2 separate regions of the Sus scrofa genome follow, and region 1 is linked to region 2. Evidence: chromatin contacts called from public HiChIP or PLAC-seq data. All regions are on one chromosome and are shown on one strand. The core of a region is the stretch at or near the end of the contact, and the rest is flanking DNA. Distances in the headings are between cores, read along the strand shown. Region 1 holds the start of MAFF (transcription factor MafF). Region 2 holds the start of GTPBP1 (GTP-binding protein 1).

Region 1 (2,700 bases), core at 20-2,519, 370 kb after region 2:
GGGAGGGTCTGTCTTCCCCAGGCAGCCGGAAAACCTGGGGACAAGGACCTGGGTGCCAGCCCACATTGTTGCCAGACCCACCAGGGTGCTGGGCCCAGGAGTGGCTCCCTCACCCCCTCCCGCAGCTGAGCCTGGTGGCATCTTTCATGTTTCACCCCACCCTGTGGCTGAAGGCGCCGGCTCTGGGCGGGGGACAAATATCTCCGTCACATGGTCGTGGCCCTGGGAAACTCCAGGGAGAGCAAGGGCCCGGCTGCCGCCGGTCAGTAGGAAGGGGACAGAATTCCCGGACCCCTTGTAACTATGGACTGGGCCGCTTCCCTCGCTCAGTTCTTACTCCGTGTTTATTCCAGCGGGCACACTCTCTCCGAGGTATAGTCGGCTGGTACACAGGCCCCAGGGTCCTCACCCGCCTGAGAGCGCCCGGACACACACCATCAATCTCTCTCTCCCCCCCCCCCACTCCCTCCAAGGTACGCGGCACACGCACCGGGCAGGATACCCAGAACGCTGGCCAGGAAACACACACGCACGCCCGCCCTTCGGACGTAAACAAACCGCGCACGCACCGCCCGCGGGCACCAGTCCAGGGACTGTTCTCACAGAGTCACGTACTTGCACTCACCGCCCCCCGCCCCGCCTGGGCGGACGCTGACGCTCGCTGGCCCGCGCTGCCCCTTCCTGCCCGGCTTCTCCGCCGGGGGGCCCGCGCCCCCAAAAGGGGCCCGTCCCCCCGGACCGGCCAAACTTGCTTCGGCCGCGTCACGGTCCCACCGGACCTCTGCCTCCTGCCCCTCTCTCCCCATGCCAGCCGTCCCGGCGAGGTGTCTGCGGGAGCACCGACGGAATGGACCCCGGCGCTCCGCCCCAGGCACGTTCCGGGGTCGCGGAGACCTCGCCGCCTCGGGGCCCCGCGCGCCCGTCCGGCTTCGGAACCCGCGACTCTCACCCGACTCTCGGCCTGCTTCGCCTGGCGTCCCGGGCACGCGTGGGTCCCGCTGCTGTCCCAGCTGCTGTCCTGGCCCGAACCCTGCTCCGTCTCCCCTTTGGTCCCAATCGCAGGTCGCTTTGAGCCCAGCTCCAGCGAGAGCCGCGCGGAGTTTTGTTGTGGGGCGGGCAGCGCTGGGGGCCGCGCAGAGTTGTAAGGCGAGCTTCCCGGAATTACTCACTCACAGGATTCCTTTCATTCATAAAAACCCAGTCATGCGCTGACGTCACCGCGCCGGCCGCCCCCCAGCCCCTGGAGCGGCCTCCCGGCTCCTCAGCCCCGCCCCCACCAGCTCCTCCCCGGCAAAGACCACGCCCACACCCAGGCCCCGCCCCCTGGAGTCTCAATCCCAGTTAGAGCGCTGGCTGGGGGCGTTCACGTGACACCTCACCAGAGCTGCGCGGGTGAAGGTGTCATTTGTCTCATTTTACAGTCCACAGTCCTGGGCCTCTTCTCCTTTCGACCTACACACTCTGCCTTAATGATCTCATCTGGTCTCGTGGTTTTAAATGCCATCTATAAGCTCTGGAGCCCCAAATTTGTATTTCCAGAGCAAACAGCTTCTCTAAATTCCAGACTGAATCCAACTGCCCACTCAGCTCCGACATGTGGGTACCAGATGGGGACTGCATATACCCAGAATCCCACTCCTGAGCATCAACCTTACCTCAGCATCCTACACCCCCAGTTTCCACCATCTCAGCTGTTCTAGCCCAGACCCAGGAGTCTTGCTCCACCCCTTTCTCCTTCCTCACTTCCCCCCAGTCAGGCTGGCTCTACCTCCAACACTACCTGCATCTGACCCCACCTCTGGTCCTACTACCTGACCCAGGGACCATCAACTTACCTGGACAATAGCCACAGCCCCCTGAGAGCTTCCTCGCTTTGTCCCTACAGGGCTTCTTCACATCTCAGACCATGTTCTTCTCAAAATGAAAAAATGAGACTGTTTCACACACTCCCACCCTCTGGCTGAACACCCTCAAAAGTTCCCCTTTGCGTTTAGGATATAAACTCGACTCCTTCCCTTGGCCTCCAGCCATCTGGCCTCTCCCCAGCTCTGCAGCCTCACCTCCTGTCACCTTCCTGGCACCACTACTCTTCAGACACACGGCCCTTCTTACTGTTCCTCAAACACACCAAGCTCATTCCTGCCACAGGTCCTTTGCACTTGCTCTTTCCTCTTCTGTTCACTGCCTGGCTCTTTCTCATCTTTCAGGTCAGCTCAGATGTCACTGCCTCAGAGAGACCTTTCCTGAAAGCCCCCACCTCTGAAATTTTTTTTTTTTTTTTTGTTAGGGCCATACCCGTGGCATATGGAGGTTCCCAGGCTAGGGGTCCAATGGGAGCTATAGCTGCCAGCTGACACCACAGCCACAGCAACATGGGATTGGAGCCGTGTCTGCAACCTACACCACAGCTCATGGCAATGCCAGATCCTTAACCCACTGAGAGAGGCCAGGGATCGAACCCTTGTCCTCATGGTTCCTAGTCGGATTCATTAACCACTGAGCCACGACGAGAACCCCTGAAATTCGTTTTTATATTAACTTAATATCTCCATGGGGTATTATCTTGCTTATTTGCTTATTGTTCAGGTCTGTCTTCAATCAGAATGCAAGTTTCATGTAAGTAGACCCTTGTCTATCTTGCTGACCACTGCATGTCCTGTGCCTAGCACAGTAAGCCCTCAATAAATGCACGTTGAAGAA
Region 2 (3,036 bases), core at 497-2,996:
TAGCATCTTACCTACTGGCTCTTCCAGAAAGAATTCAAGTTCGGGATATGTTTACACGTGATGATAGACTAAAAAAAAAAATGCCTTTCTCACTTGAGGGCTTTGCCCAGAAAAAAAATATTCTCAGTGAAGGTGCTTTTGAATTGAACAGAGATCCGAAGTCACATTTTAGAGAGGGAATTCCTTACCATCTTTACATCCTCTTTCTGAAGACAGGTAAAAACCAAGGTTCAAATCCTACTAGTTGTGTGACCTCAGGCAAGTTAAACTACTTAAAGCAATGTTTGCAAGCCTCAATTACAAATCTCAAGCAAATATAACTGTAAACCTTAGGTGGCTTACACATTGTAAAAATTTAAGGTAATTCGAAAGTTGTTTGGACCAGGGCTCAGGACTCCCAACCTCGTGGTAGGCACTCAAGCCAAGGGTGTTAAGTGATAATTTCGTGCTGAGTAATGGTGTTAAAAAGAGGCCCAAAATTAAGCCCCACCAAGATTTAACACTTAAACCTAATTGCATTTTCAGCCTCTACCAGGAGTAGAAACTTAAACAATCAGTCTCTAATTTCCTGAACAACACTATTGGGGTAATCGGCCTGATAAGACCCCTTGCCTTTCTAAAAGGGAATATGACCTACCGCGATACAATCCACTTTCTTCTGTCTATTAAAAATCTCCTATTTCGTACTGCTTCTCGGATTGCCTTTCTATTTACTAGATAGGATGCTGCCTGATTTATAAATTGTTTAATAAAGCCAACTAGATTTTCAGTTGAATTTTGAAATCTAGCCAACTAGATTTTCAATTGTCTTTTAACAGTGTTGAGTCGTGTTGAAGTAGGGTTAAAGAAATGACTGAATTGTTAAGTGTGACCTTTTCTTTTATTGTTTTTCCAACTTCCTGAACAAAAATCCAAAAGGAGAGCAACTACAGTGGATGATGAATATTCGCCGATGCCTTCCACATGTCTTTGGGTTAAAAAAAAAAAAAAAAAAAATCCATGCAGGACTGAGTTCATCTTCCTGACACACACAATGCACTTAGGCCCTGAGAAAAGAGGAAAGCTCTATGGCCGCCACGGTGAGACCAGAGCAGAAGGTGAGAGGACAGTGGTCAGTGAGTAAGACGCCGAAATATGACACCAAGGAGCTGAAACGACTCTCTAGTCCACTAGAAACGTGACTCCCGAAGAGGCACTTACCCAGAGAGCTCCTGGAAAGTGAAGGCGGTCGGGCCCACTAAACCAAGAGAATTTGCGCCCGACCGCGTCAACAAGGTACTTTGAAATCACCTGGGGGAACGACGTGCTAGACAAGCATAAAACGGTCAGTGCAGGAGCAGCTAGCCCAGGTTCACGAAAGCACTGGGCCCAAGAAGCCTAGTCAGGGAGAGGGGAGGGGTGAGGAGAACCTTGACGTGCAGCCGCTGGCCCGGTCACCGCCCCGGAACGGAGCCGACGCCCGAGGGAGAGAAGGGGAGGGAAAAGGAGGCGAGGGGCGGGACAGACATCGGGGCGGGACTCCCGCCGGCCGCACGGCCTGCCCAGTCCCGGAAGGAACAGAGCCAAGGAACCGGGCATCAGCCCTACCTGCAGCGAGCCGACGTCGCTGCCCCTGCCGCTGCCACAACCGCTGCTGGGCTCCCAATCTCGCACCCCTAGGGTGGCCAACGCTGCCCGCTCCCACCAAACACCTGGCGGCCACAGCTCCAAAGCCCGCGCCGCTGACGTCAGGCTGACGTCAGACGTGACGCTGCGGCGGGGCGGGAGCAGGGACGGCGAAGGAGGGCGTTTCCGGAGCACGCGCCGGGCGGGGGCCGCTGACGTCGGGCTCAGGTGCGCGCGCCCGCCCGCACGCGGCCCAGGTGGTGGCCCGCAGCTCCAGGTGGCGGCCTGCAGCGGTGAGGGGGGCAACCGGCAGTGCGTTCTCAAGCTGTCCGGGTGGCGCGGGGGACCGGGCTAGGGCCGGGGCTAGGGGACCGGTGGGAAGGCGCCTCGGCTTGCACTCACGTGATGGGCGGGGAGGTTGGGGTGGGGGCGGCGAGCTGGGTGGGCCCGGGCCCCCAGGGCGAGGCGTATTGTCTGGCCCCACCCCTCGCGGGCCTGCCAGTCGCTGCGCAGGACCTTCCCTAGGGCTGGGACCAGACTCGCCGCGCCGCTTACCCGCGCCACCCGGTCCCCCGCGGCGGCCGGCCGGACTGCCGGAGCTGACAGGAGTTGTCTCCTCGTAGGGCTGCGCCGAGAGGGCGAGAATCCGCACTTGCCGGGGGAGCTGCGCCCGCCTCGGCCCCTTGGGGCCCCACCGCGCCCGAGGGGATGGAGAACCTCCCCCGAGACCCCAGCACGGCCCGCGATCCCACTCTGGCCGGCCCTCGCTAGCTGCTCGAAATCTGCGTTTTATCCACCACCTAGGCCTTGTCTCCTGAGTCAGTGGCGTTGTGGTTCGAAAGAAATGGAAGAAAAGGAGCGATGTGACCGATTCCGTTCGGTCCTCCTGCCTTGAGGCCTGGTTGGCATTTGCAGAAAGGAAAATACAGCAAGAAAATTGTAGGGTTTTTGGAGGGGGTGGAAGAGGAAGGTAGAAGAGGGGAAACAAGGACTTAGGTTTTATATGAATTTCTAAAACTTCTGCACTTTGACAGCGGTGGCGAAATACACTAAACCTTACCTTTCTATTGAGAAGAGAGAGAGGGAAATTATTTTTCCTTTTGATTCCAACCTTTTCTCTCCGTGACAAGGCATAAATCATGGACACCAGAAACTAAGGTGGACCTCAGGAATTCTGAAAAGACTGAGAAGCTTATATTCCTCCTCAGGAGGGAAGGGTAGGGTGTTTTTAGCCCTCTCTGGAACTTAAAACAAAAAACATGAGTTGCGTGCCATGGAAAGGAGACAAGGCCAAATCTGAATCATTGGAGCTGCCCCAGGCAGCACCCCCACAAATCTACCATGAGAAACAGCGCAGGGAGCTTTGTGCTCTGCATGCCCTCAATAACGTCTTCCAGGACAGCAATGCCTTCACCCGGGAAACGCTGCAAG

What was found. HiChIP or PLAC-seq counts read pairs in DNA pulled down with a chosen protein or histone mark.
Region 1: a contact with region 2 is called in an H3K27ac HiChIP or PLAC-seq map of alveolar macrophages. The contact joins the promoter of MAFF here to the promoter of GTPBP1 in region 2. A contact is called at or near these places in 1 of 47 Hi-C or Micro-C datasets (liver) and 2 of 2 datasets of contacts at active chromatin or transcription factors (alveolar macrophages and skeletal muscle).

The regions. Positions count from the first base shown.
Region 1 is chr5:9,694,859-9,697,558 of Sscrofa11.1, forward strand. It overlaps MAFF (transcription factor MafF), which reads right to left and starts at 1,270. Exons shown (of 3, transcript XM_001924465.4): 1 at 950-1,270.
Region 2 is chr5:9,320,446-9,323,481 of Sscrofa11.1, forward strand. It overlaps GTPBP1 (GTP-binding protein 1), which reads right to left and starts at 1,747. Exons shown (of 12, transcript XM_021091480.1): 1 at 1-1,747. It overlaps JOSD1 (josephin-1), which reads left to right and starts at 1,487. Exons shown (of 5, transcript XM_013988199.2): 1 at 1,487-1,898; 2 at 2,229-3,036. The coding sequence starts at 2,865.